Regions from separate parts of the Mus musculus genome. Here region 2 is linked to region 1. A link is a contact called in public HiChIP or PLAC-seq data. All regions are on one chromosome and are shown on one strand. The core of a region is the stretch at or near the end of the contact, and the rest is flanking DNA. Distances in the headings are between cores, read along the strand shown.

What was found. HiChIP or PLAC-seq counts read pairs in DNA pulled down with a chosen protein or histone mark.
Region 2: an H3K27ac HiChIP or PLAC-seq map of microglia shows a contact between it and region 1, with 7 times the contacts expected there. The contact joins the enhancer-like site here to the promoter of Ezh1 in region 1. A contact is called at or near these places in 2 of 39 promoter capture datasets (HPC-7-derived erythroid cells and neutrophils), 3 of 115 datasets of contacts at active chromatin or transcription factors (memory CD8 T cells, microglia and pancreatic cancer cells) and 1 of 9 other capture datasets (adipose tissue).

What each region holds. Positions count from the first base shown.
Region 1 is chr11:101,223,644-101,230,318 of GRCm38.p6, reverse strand. It overlaps Ezh1 (enhancer of zeste 1 polycomb repressive complex 2 subunit), which reads left to right and starts at 3,856. Exons shown (of 21, transcript NM_007970.3): 1 at 3,856-3,923.
Region 2 is chr11:100,822,689-100,829,363 of GRCm38.p6, reverse strand. The region is part of intron 1 of Stat5b (signal transducer and activator of transcription 5B); the gene reads left to right. Among named protein-coding and RNA genes, the nearest start is that of Stat5b, 25 kb to the left of the region's middle. Within about 2 kb of position 2,558, at least 56 of the 459 cell types and tissues checked have an H3K27ac peak or open chromatin away from gene starts, as enhancers often do. A contact at or near this core is called in adipose tissue, microglia and neutrophils, where this site is marked.

The DNA.
Region 1 (6,675 bases), core at 2,607-5,106:
GCTCGGCACACTGTGTCCAGTTTCTCCTGGCCCCAGAGGCCTCCAATTTAAGAGCAAGATGCAGAGTGAGAAGCCAGAAGCAGGCACAGCTATTCCTTTCTCTCTGCAGCTTCCTGGGAGTGGGACAGAGAGGAGAGGGTGGCTGGGGGTGGGGCCAAGAGAGGAGGCTGAGATGCTGGCTTTTCAAAGGTCCAGCTGCTGACCACTGGTCAGCAGATGTCATTGTAACCAGCCCACACCCAACAAAGACCTAAAGGGTTGCAAAAGAAAAAAAAAAGAGAGAGAGAGATTTAGAAGAGCTGGCCAAACAAAGGCTGGCTGATGGTATCTGGAAGAACATTGTCAGCTGAGAAAGTGCCTGATCTGGGGGGTTGGGGTGCGGGAGGATACCTAGCCCAGCCCAAGAAGAAGGAACACACTGGCAAGCAACATTTCGCCCCATAAACCTTCTTCTGGAGGATAATGACAAGGATAGACCTTCACTGACGAGGCTTACTTAACCTTGTGGTTAGTGCCATGCCAATTATTGTGAGGAACAGAGGGGTAAGATTGGGGGTGAAAGAGGAAGACTGCTAGGATGAATGACGAGGTGGGACTCTGGTGAGCTCCCCAACTCTCATCCTCCATAGCCCCAGGAATCGTTTCAACCCCCTTTCTTGCCACTTCAGAAACATCCCTGTAGCCGTGCTGCCTCTGCTAGCTCAAATGTCTTTCTTTTTGCATCTCCCGCTGTTACTTGGCACACCTCCCAAGGCCGGGTCCCCTCCCTTGGCTTCAGTTATCAGCCTGTTGGTGGTTCCCAAATCTCTCACTATGTCTCTCGGATATTCAGATCTTCTCAACCTCTCTGTAGATAACACACATTATTTTGAGAAAGTCAGGTATTGCCACAAGAGGATAGAAGGCAAAGAAGCTAGGGCCCCTAGCTCAGCATTCTCCCTGTTAAAAGCTTGGTGTGTGATTTCTTTGACCTCAGTCTCATGTTTTTGTCGCAGTTGTATCCGGTCAAGCACCTGACCTTCTCCAGGCAAGGTGAGGCTGGCCCTTTAGCCCACCCCAGTGAATCAATAGAAGCTTATTCCTCTTTGTTGGGGAAAATGTCTGATCTCTTTGGTCAGTGCTGAGACCTTTCTGCTCCTGAACTGAAATCCAGGAAACCTCTGCCTGTGTTCTTGCACCTTTGGCTCAATCTTATTTCTATCACTTCAGAGATTCTGTCTCTGGCAACACTTCACTAATTATAAATGCAATGCAGTGGGTCTCAAACTTGGCTACATTCTATAATTACTTCAAATGTTTTTACAACGCCGAAAGCCCAGGCTGTCCCTTAGATTGATTAAACATTATAAGGGAATGCCGAGCAATGGTGGCACATACCTTTAATCTCAGTACTTGGAAGGCAAGAGGAAGGCAGATCTCTGAATTTGAGGCTAGTCTGGTCTACAGAGTGAGCTCCAGGACAGCCAAGGTTACAGAGAAGAAAAAAGACCCAAAACAGCATAAAGGAATACTTAAGTTAATTGGTTATTGGACAAATAGATACAAGAGGAAAACAATAAAATGGCTTTTTTGCTTTTAAACTTATTATTATTATTATTATTATTATTATTATTATTTTTTTTTTTTGGTTTTTTGAGACAGGGTTTCTCTGTGTAGCCCTGGCTGTCCTGGAACTCACTTTGTAGACCAGGCTGGCCTCGAACTCAGAAATACACCTGCCTCTGCCTCCCAAATGTTGGGATTAAAGGAATGTGCCACCACGTCCGGCTTAAATTTATTATTATCATTATTATTACTACTACTAGCAGCAGCAGCAGCAGTGGGTGTGCGTGGGTGGGTGGGAGTGCCATGGCCACTTTTGAGGTCCCAGGATTAACTTTGTAGAGTTGCTTTTCTCCTTTCACTTTTGTGTAGATTGTGGGGATTAAGCCTAGGTCACCAGGTCACCAGGCTTGCACAGAAAGCACCTTTACTTTGAGCCAGCTCATTGGCCTAGAAACCCAAAGGTTGGTTTTCCTCTCTCTCTTTTTCTTTTCTTTCTTCTGTCCTTCCCTCCCTCCCTTCCTCCCATCCCTCCTTCCTTTCTGTATTCATTTATTGAGACAGAGTTTCATTATGTAGCTCTGGCTGTCCTGGAACTAACTGTAGACCAGGCTGGCCTCGAACTCATAAAAATCTACCTACCTATTGATAGGTTATTTCTCTGCTGCCGGTGAAATGAGCCAATTCAAGCCAGATTATATTAATTAAAGGCAGTTTTGTTAGGAAGCTGCTCTCTGCCCTCAAGGATTGTGGCTAGGGGAGTTGCCATGGGGAAGTGGGGCTAGGGAGGAAGAGGGAAAGAGAGAAAGGAAAAGAGAAAGGGAGGGAGGAGAGAGAGAGAGAGAGAGAGAGAGAGAGAGAGAGAGAGAGAGATTGAGCGCGCGAGCAGAGCCGGATAGCGCCAGCATGAGAAATGTCTGGATTATACAGGGAAGAACCTCTCTGGAGAAACAGCAGCCCAGCCCCTGGGCTGGAAAGTTCAGGGTTGGGGGCAGGGTATGCCAGGTAGGAACTGAAGGGTTGCTGGGAGAACTTGGAGGCCAGGTCCACTTTGATATGTAAAATATGCACCTCAGTCCCTTTTCTGCAGACACCTGCCTCTGCCTCTGCCTCCAAAGTGCTGGGATTAAAGATGTGTGCCACCACTATACCTACCTCCAAAGTTTTTGATAAAAGGAAAAGAATAGTGGAGGCTGGAGAGATGGTACAGTGGATAAGAACAAAGGCGACTTTAAAAAGGACCAAGATTTGATCTTCAGCACCTACATGGTACCTCACTACGGTTAGCAACTCCAGTCCCAGGGGATCTGATGGCCTCTTTTGGCCTCCAAGTATGCCCACAAACACATGGTACAGATACATACACCCAGGCACACACACACACACACACACACACACACACACACACACTAAAACAAACAAATGCATCGTTAAAAAATAACTAAAAGTCCGGGGAGTGGTGGTGCATGCCTTTAATCCCAGCACTTGGGAGGCAGAGGCAGGCAGATTTCCGAGTTTGAGGCCAGCCTGGTCTACAAAATGAGTTCCAGGACAGCCAGTGCTACACAGAGAAACCCTGTCTCGAAAAAAACAAAAACAAAACGAAAACGAAAAACCACCCCCCCCAAAAAAACAAAAAACCAAAACCAAAAACCACCATAGCATGTATTAAAACACACATACGCAAATAAATAAATAATAAAATATTTTGAAAAAAAGAACCTGTTCGTTTCTGATGATGGATATTTCTTGCCTCTATAGTTACTATTCCCTTTTTGTAATATTAAGTATCTTGTGGAGAGGTTTAAAAAATATTCTCGAGGGCTGGAGAGATGGCTCAGCGGTTAAGAGCGCCGACTGCTTTTCTGAAGGTCGTGAGTTCAAATCCCAGCAACCACATGATGGCTCACAACCATCCGTAATGATATCTGATGCCCTCTTCTGGGGTGTCTGAAGACAGCTACAGTGTACTTACATATAATAAATAAATAAATAAATATTAAAACAATATTCTCAAGCCGGGCGTGGTGGCGCACACCTTTGATCCCAGCACTTGGGAGGCAGAGGCAGGCTGTCTTCCAAAATTTGACTTGTAAGTTGTCTAAACACGGTTGGCAATGGTGCGCTGCTGAATAAAGTCTTCAAGAAGAGATCTGTGGCTCCAGGATGACTTTTCTCTGACAGCGCCACCTAGGAAAGTGTCGGACTAGAGCTACATCACCTTAGCGAAAACACACACCTGCGAAGACCGCAGCCCAGGTGATCCACCCTCAGAGTGCGCACGCGCACGGAGGGGAGGCGCGGGGCGTGGCCGCGGCGCAGGGGCGTGGCCGTAGCGCGCAGGCGTCCTAGTGGCGGGTGGCTGCGTCTCAGGATGGAGGGTGAGTGAGTAAACAAGACGGGGCTGGGCGGTGGGGCCGGGCCTGGGCTTGGCGTGACGCTTGAACCTCAGGGCTGGGGAGGCGAAGAAATGAGGAAACTGAGGGCCACACCATTGCCTGACCCGGGGTAGCGCGAAGCCTGTCGTCCCGAGTGTGGTGGGACCCGGGGCGACAGCGCGTGCGAGCTGCGGGGGGCCGCGTGGCGGAGGGGGCGCGGCGGGGGCGGACCCGGCTGGTGGCCCGTGCCAACGTGGGTGGGCCTTGGCGTCTGCCAGGGGACCCTGACTCTTGTAAGCGGGAGGGCCAGAGGCCCGGGTGGCTCGGGCTCGCAGAGGCTTTGAGTGATGTTGAGGAAGGGGTGGCCAGGCCGAGATGCCCGCCAAGTGTGAGAGGTTCTTAAGACGCCCAAGTGTCAGGGTCGAGATTCCCGGGGTCGCGCGGCACCTCCTCAACATTTTGCTCCCGGACCTTGTCGCTGGTCTAACTCGCCTCACTTTAGTTCCGGGTTTGAGTGAGGATTTGTCTTCAAACTGTGACTGTCTCTCCCGTCCCCAGAATTCCCAGAAACGATATGTAAATGAACGCATCCCGAAGTAAAAGGGAAGGTGCTATATTTGGGACATAACTTGTCAGGAAGTAGATGTGAGACAAAGCTTTAAGAGAATTTTTTTTGGGGGCGTGTTTCGAGACAGGGTTTCTCTGTGTAGCCTGACTGTCCTGGAACTCACTCTGTAGACCAGGCTGGCCTCGAACTCAGAAATCCGCCTGCCTCTGACTCCCAGTGCTGGGATTAAAGGAGTGCACCACCACGCCTGGCGAGAATTGTTAAGATTTAGTTGTTTGGGTTTTTGTTGTTGTTGTTGTTGTTTGTTTGTTTGTTTTTAATGTGTGTGCACTCTATGTATGGATGGTTCCAGGGACATCGAATCCCTTGGTACTAGAGTTAAGGATGCTTACATACCACCATGTGGGAGCAGGGAACTGAGCCAGTCCTTGTTGTTTGCAAGAGCAACAAGTGTTCTTAACCGCTGAGCAGGCTTTTCACCATGTGGGACGAGCTTACTTTGGTCAAAGTGACCACTGAGATGATGTAGGTGGTGGGGCACAAGGAAGAGAATGGAAATAGATTAGATGGAGGTTAGTGTTGGAGGTGTGGGTAAACTGATTAGCCAAAGTATGGAACCTATGCCTTGGGAAACAGAGCCAAGGATCACAAAGAATTGGATATGTACAGGGAGGACATTGAAAATGTAGAGACTTTTGGGGTACATTTGCTACATGATATCTCAGAATAAGAAATCTTCAGCCCAATGAATATTTTTGTTGATTTTGGTCTCTGCATAGCACCTGGCTATCTTTGAACTCTCCCTGTACACCAGGCAGGCCTTGAACTCACAGGATCCTCAGGCCTCTACCTCTTGGGATTAAAAGGTATGACTCACCCTCCACCCAAAGATTTTAAGACGAGGAAAGGACATTGGATGTCTTTCCAGCCTGAGAAGGTTTGACCGCTGCCCCAGTCTTTTGATTTTTGAGAAACCTGTTTTCAGCCTTGGAAACCCAGTTGTGGCTCTGAAGGGAGATAACCAGCTCACATAGGAGTGAATGCATGTTAGGAGAGAAGACCTTAATCACATAAACAGGATGCTAGTTGTGATGTTGCAGCCTTAGAATCCCAGAACTCCGTTAATGGAATTAGGAGGCTTAGGAGTTCAAGGCCAGCCTTTTCAAGGTCAGCCTGGTCTAAATGAAACTCTGTGTCAAAACAACCACAAAAGTATGTAAACCTGGAAGAACCATCTGTAAAAAGGAAACATCTGAGGGGATGTGGCGCACACACCCTTCTAAAGCCTTCTGTGGATGTTCTGACTCATGTCTAACCGAAGAGTCTGGTTTTTATTGAATGATAATGGATGGTCCCCAACAAAACTTTATGCTGATGTAGTTCATAATCAGCTAGGGCAGGGCCCTGCCTATAGCAGGCTAATGTGGTTGTATATCTTCAAGGCAGCTCTCTTCCACTGGTCCTGGAAATTTAAAAAAAAAAAAAAAGCATCCCCGGAGAAAACCAAATCCGTTTTGATTTTTGTTACTCTTGTCTGCAGTGGGGATGGCCTGGTTCTATTGAACACTAGGAAATATTTATGTTAATTAGAGTTCTTTAGTTAAGATTGTGGTTCACAGCAAACCAGGCATGGTGGTCCATGTCTGTAATTCTGGTACTAAGGAGATAGAGGTAGGTGGTTCAGTAGTTCAAGGTTATCCATGACGACCTAGCATCCTTGAGGTGAGGTTGATGGAGGATCTGAGATACTGGCATTTTGTTGTTTGTTTTGAGCCCTGGCTGTCCTAGAACTCATTCTGTACAAGTGTTGATGAAATTGAAACTAGTGACTCAATTTAGATATATATTTTTAAAGATGTATTTATTTTATGTATATGAGCACACTGTAGCTGTCTTCAGACACCAGAAGAGGGCATCGGATCCCATTACAGATGATGTGATCCACGCTATGGTTGCTGGGAATTGAACTCAGAACCTCTGCAAGAGCAGTCAGTGCTCTTAACTACTGAGCCATCTCTTTAGCCTCCATTTTATATATCTTATGTCCATAGTTTAACCCTCCTTCCCATTCCTATTATGAATTGAGGATGAAACAACAATAGGCTGAGGAGATGGCTCAGCTGTTGAAGAGTATCCTGTTACTTTTGTAGAGGATGCTGACTTGGGTCCCAGGACCCACATGGCCCA
Region 2 (6,675 bases), core at 1,309-3,808, 400 kb after region 1:
TAAAGATGGGAGGAGTGTCTGCTAGATAAAACTGTTCCCTTGTTTTAAAAACTGCAACACCACATAGTGAAACATGCTATTAAATACTTTGTTTTTGGCAAGCACAGGGAGTCTGTGCTCTGTACTGAGTATGAAACCCAAGGCCTCACAGATGCCAGGCTGGCTGTCACCAAGCTTCTACATCTCCAGCCCTGACTTCAACCATTTTCAAGTGTACAGTTCAGTGGCACTAAGGACACACACGTTGTGCAATCTCTGTCATCCAAAACAAAAATTGTTCGTTAAAGAATAACTCTCCCTTTGCCCCTCACCCCAGCCACCACCCGTCTCCCTCCTGTGTGCATGATCTGGACTCTTCCGTGTACCTCACGTAAGTGGACTCACGCAGTAATTGTCCCTGCGTCCCTGCCAGCCTCTCTCTTCCTCCCTCCTCGGAGATCTGGCAGCCCTCTCCTCCCTTGTAATCTTGTTCCTGCTTTGTGCCCGGGCCTCGGCAGAGATGCATGCACAGTAAGGATCCAGAGACAAGTTAATGCTACAGTTTGTGGCAGGCATACCACTAGGGGGGTATTAAACCTTTGAAGCTGTGATGCCTAATCAGGATGTCTGCTGGCTTATCTCCTCCAAGTCTTGCTGATAAAGCCTGCACCAACAGTAATATTGAAGATTAGCCTTTCTCCATGTTTCATAAAACAAATTGTTCTTCTTTAAACTTGATTATGGGCTTGAAAATTACTGGTACATTGATGTAATTGCTTATACAGATATTTAGCATTCTGCACACAAGGGGCCTCTGTGACAGAAGAGGCTTTGATGGCGGCCCCACTGTGAAGTCACGGTTAGGCCTGAAGTCGAGGCTTTGCTGGTTGTTTCTCTGCACCCCCATTCTCACTACATTTTCTTTCTTCTCTCCCCTCCCCCTTCACTACCCCTCCCCTCCTCTCTCGTCTCTCTTTCTCTTTTCCCTTCTTGTTCATTCTAAGTTTTTGGCGTGGTTGGTACAAAAGCATCCAGATCCTCTGCGCCAGTCCCAGCCCTTTATTAGTCCACTTTAAAGGAGCGATGCACAGAGTCCAGAGTGTGAAAGTGAAGGCTGGGATGTCTGTAACGTTCTTAGAGCTACACCAAGGAGGGGAGGAGATAGTCTTGGAGAATGATTTGAAAAGTTACCTGTGTGCTAAGTGCACTCGGGGATGGAGGTAGGGGAGGATCAGGAGTTCAAGATCAGCCTTCACGACATAGCAAGTTCAAAGCCACCCTGTGCAACATGGAACCCTGACTTTCAAATAGAATCTTGTTTTCTTTGGTGCTTGGGATGGAGCCCAGGGTCCTGCGCTCTCCTACCACTGAGCTACATCTCAGCTTCTGGTTCTGAACTCTGTGTGTGTGTGTGTGTGTGTGTGTGTGTGTGTGTGTACAAGTGCATGTGTGTGTGCGCCTGTGTGGAAGGCATAGATGATCAATCTCAGGTTTTTTCAGGAGTTGTCCACCTTCTTTTCCTTATTCTGTGTTCCTGTGTGTGTGTGTACATATATGTACATATGTGTGCGTGTGTATGTATATGTAAAGACAGGAGGTAATTGTCAAGTACCATCCTTGATTGTTCTTCCACCTTAATCCTTGAGACAGGATCTCTCACTAAACCCAGAGTTTGAAGATGCTGCTAGTCTTTCTGGCTAGTTTGCCCTGGGTTATCTCCATCTCCCAAGGCTAGAATTACAGATGGCCCCTATGCATCTGGACATGTATGCGGGCTCTGGGGATATGGACGTGAGTCCTCTCTATTGTGTGGCCAACACTAACCATTGGGCAAGCTCCCAAATTGTTTATCTAGACAGGGTCTCTTACTGGCCAGAAAGCCTCGGGGAGCCACCTGTCTTAAATCCCAGTCCCCATGGCTGGCATTCTAAGCATGGCTTTTTGTGTGGGTGCTGGGAATCAAACTCAGGTCCCTGTGCATGTTCAGAAGGAAGCTGTCTCTTCAGTCTCTGACTGTGGACTAGATTTATTTAATTATGTGTGTCTAAATGGTTTTTGCCTGCAGGTGTGTATGTGTGCCTGGTCAGAAGAGGGCATGGGATCCCCAGAACTGGAGTTAAGACAGTTGCAATCTATTATGTGGGTGCTGAGAATTGAAGCCAGGTCCTCTGCAAGAGCAACAAGTGCTCTAAACCACTGAGCCATCTGCTCAGCCCCAGGCTCTGCAGTCTCAACCAGAGCTCTGAACATAAGCTGTGCTGGGGTGCTTTCTTCCCTTTGTCCTCCGTTCATTTACATCAGGTAGACCCATATTGCCTGCCTTGGCCCTGTTTCTCAGCCTGTAAAACATTAAGGCCAACAGTTCAATCCAGAGCCATAAATGTCTCGACTGAAGCCAATGGGATGTGCCTTTAGAGGTCCATTTTTATGGTGTTTTCAAACACAGCTGCTAAGGTACCAGAGATAGAGCGAGCACCCGACGGTGAACGCTTAACCGTACTCGGGTCATCCTGGAACAGTGAAAAATCGCATTGAGGAGCTCAGTGGCACTGGTACCCTGGGAGCATCCTCCCACCCTTCCTGTTTAAAGAGGAACTGGCATCTATAGCCGTTACCGCCCCACCCCCACTTCTCCCAGATTTAGATTGCATGTGTGTATAAAGTTTACCAGCCACAAATAGGTTCTGTTCCCCCACTCCTTGTTATAGGGCCTTTTTTTTCTGTTCAATATGCTTTTATTGGCACCTCCTCTGGTGTTCTTTACAGCAGTAGCTAATTAGTGACAGCTTTTAAGCAAGCAGCTTGTCATTTTTGGCAGGGACAGGGGACATCTATAGCTAAGTATACCATACTCGATGGAAATACATCTCGAATCTAAAAGGCGTCTGTAGTCAAAGGTGGCTGCTCCTACTGAAATATCTAAAGTTGGCATGGTGTGCTGAGATGGCGAACTCTCAGGGGGTGGGGGGGATGATTACATGGGTTCTGTGTGTGACAGGTGTCACTGTGAGCCCTGAGTCATCCTCCAAACCTTCATCTGCACTGGGGATGTCAGACCTCGTCATGTTGTTTTGGCATAGTAATAAATCTCTCTGGGTGGCATTTAGTGGCAAGCATGGTGACCGAGGAGTGTGCTGTTGCTGTTGGCGAATGCCGTGCCTACCATTTATGCTCAGCTTCTTTCTCACAGTGTCATTAAAGGAACCGGTTTCGTTTGCTTGGAGATGAAGGGAATTTTCTTGAGGCTTCAAGCTCAGCTCAGCGTTCTCGCAACCCATGTCATTCTTTTCCTCTGGAGTCACGGCCGTGAGGTGTTAGCTCTATTTTCCAAACTTGTCACGATGTTTATGGATGGTTCATCTATTGATTAACGCTAACGATGAGTCAAAACCTCCGTCAGAGTTTCTATAAAATGTGATTCACTCCCATTACTCCTCTAATAAGGATACAAATAATGTGTTAAAAATAACACATTGAAGAAAATAATTGGCCTGCTGGCTATTCCTCTCAACTTGGTTCCCTTTGTGACATGGAGATCCGCTGAAATGATATGTAATACTCAATTACCAAATACCTACCATGTACCGAGCGGAGTGAGGGGTAAGCTGGAACTCTAGAGTGGTGGTGCAGTCTGTCTGTTCAAAATGAGGTGCTCAAAATGATGAAAGACACAGCACTGTCGAGGTCCCGTTTCCCACTGAGGCGTGAAAGAGTACAGGGGACATCTTTCTTAGGAGCTTGATATTGTCAGATGTCCTCGCTCTCAGTTCCCCGTTTTGCCATGTCATGCATAAGGGACAATCCAGAAGTTGTCTTCCATTATCTGCTTCTTTATAGCATGGCATGGTAAACTCTGAGGATTCTTGACACTCATATTTAAAGCACACGGAGATAGCAACAAAGTTACTTCTACCATCAGTATTTAGCAGCACAGGAACTTACTCCTTCTCTTTGGTTTCAGGTGCCCCAGCTTTAGATAAATGGAAGTTAAATTATTGCTATTGTATGAACAGTTTCCCAGGTGGATGCCCAGCTTCAGCCCCCTAAACCAGCCAGTCCTATCCTGCCCCCTGGGATAGTTGGTGGGTTGTTTTGTCATTGGTGTGAGTGACTGTCCCTTTATGAAAGCCAGAGCTGAGCATGACCTGGGATTAGTGTTGGCGATGAATAGCAGTGCAGCTGACAGGCATCCGAACACACCTCACTGCCCATTTTGACCCAGGAGCTGTCTGAGACCGAAGTATTAACCTCACCAGAGAGCTGCCCTCTCACGGGATGGTCCTCCTTTTGTTTACCTTCACAACTCCAAGCCTTTAGCTGACTTCTGATTGGTTCAGAAAGATGAAGATGCACCAAACTCTCCTCTGGCTTCCTCCAGTTGTACTTGAAGGCTCCAGAAAGACCTGATTTAAAGCTTTCTTTTGGGTTGGGTCTCTTTGGAAGTTGCACTCTGGGATAATTTATTCTATAGCTTTTACTCTAAAGCACCCTCAAGACAAAGAACTACTTTGGCTAAATGAGGATTTTTTTTTTAATTTAAAAAATAGTGTGTGCACGTGCGTGTGCGTGCATGTATACATGCATGTGTGGATGTCAAAGAATAACTGTAAGAGTCAGTTTCCTGTTTCCACCTTGTGGGTCCCAGGAATCAAACTCGGGTTGTCAGGCATGATGGCAAGTGCCTTACTTACTGACTCATCTCGACTGCCCTTAACTAAGTGAGGATTTTTAATGAGCAAAGATGTGAGGCTGGGCGCATGCTCTCAGAAGGTCTGAGGCCTCTTAGGGAATCTGAGAGCCCTAACTCTGAAGCCTGTTGCCTCACCTGTAGCATAGTGACACTATTAGAGACACCACGGGTGTTCTTGAGAGACTTACTGAGGAACATGCAGCGCACACAGGTGTGTGTGTGACATGTGGCAATACCTCCGTGGTATTTTTTCATTCCTTCTGCTCCTAGAACCACTGTTTCTCCTGCTAGCTTTCTCCCCTGGGTGCAAAACCCCTGCTGCTGTAAAGCAGAGACAAAAAGGAGTGGAAAGTAAGAAGCTTGCTTTGTGTCAGACATGAAACAGTTTCTAGTGTGCAGCTTAATTTAGCCTATGTAACAAGTTTTTCACGCCAGGAGCTCTCAGTTGTCTTCATCTCGAGCTGGGTGTTCTGAGTCTGGGGTTAAGTACTCCATCATCAAAGCCCAGCTTCTGTGAGGACTGCCTCCCACAAAAAGCCTGCTATCTCTGTTGCCACCACAACCTGAGAGAGAGTAGTTAGAAACCACACGGAGCTGATGGCATGCCATGTGAGCATCTCAGAGGGACTTGTCACGTGTTCTTTTCTTTTCCTCTGTGTGTGTGTGTGTGTGTGTGTAGGTCAGAAGACAACTGTGTAGCATTCTTTTTTGTTTGACAGGGTCTCTCCCAGGCCTGGAAGCTCCTCAAATAGGCTATATTATCTGGTTAGCAACCGTGTGTCCACCTCCTGTCTTCCCATTGCTGAAATTAAAAACACTCATAGCTATGGGGGTCTAGGGATTTGAACTCAGATTCTCACACTTCCTAGACAAGTTCTTTACCAACTGAGCTATCTCCCCAGTCTAGCCCATCAACATTTTCTTGCAAGACATATGTAGACATTTAAAACCTTCATTTTTCTTCCTTCTCCTTTGCACGAGGAAGGATCTTATCTTGCTGCCTCTAGGAGAAGCGAATGCAGACTCTCCTATAGTTTGGTGCAATTTTAATTTACAGAAGTCTATGCCAGAATACAATGCTATTGGGGTGGGGCACTAAAATCTTCAGCGTCATTTTAAGCATTTGGAATTACTATCTGAAGAAGACCTTACTTGTCTTTTTGCTCGTCGTTTTAGTGGTCTTTTCTCCATGTCTAATCTCAGAAGCTGTGTGCGCATTCTCTGTGGCCTCTGGGGTTTTGGTATTGATATCCCGGCCATCACAGATGACTGGGCTTTTGTTTGTTTGTTTTCTCTTAGTTTTCAAAACAATTTATTGATTTTATTTTATGTGCATTGGTATTTTACCTGCATGTATGTCTGAGTGAGGGTGTCAGATACCCCGAAACTTGAGTTATAGACAGTTGCAAGCTGCTATATACGGGTGCTGGGAATTGAACCCAGGTCCTCTGGAATAGTAGCCAGTGCTCCTAACAGCTGAACCATCTCTCCAGCCCCATGGCTGTTTTGAGAAAACAAAATGAATGTGAGTTTGAGAAAAGTTTGACATTTTAATTTTGTCAATCACCTAGAGATTTGAAATGTCACTCTTATCACCAGATTACTATCATATTTTTAGATAGAGGCTTCTGGCTTATTCATGTAAAATGTAGGAATGGGGAGGCCAGCATGATGGCTCAGTGGGTAAAGGTGCTTGCCACCAAACCTGAGGACCCAAGTTTGATTGCCAGGACCCAAACGGTGAATGGAGAGAAGAGCAGAGGACAGACTCTGTCCTCTGACTCCCACACGTATGCCATGGCCCACATGCACCACACACAAAACATACAAAAGAAATAAACAATTAATCAAAATCTAAGATGGTTCCTGTCCTGGTTCTTAATGGTGCCCTTGCCATTTAGAAAGCGTGAGGCTTTATGATCTAACCTCTTTCAGCTTCAGCCGAGACCCTTCAGTGGCAGAGATTGTGGGTCTCCATTTGCTTGTTTTTCTTGGGAGCTTTACTG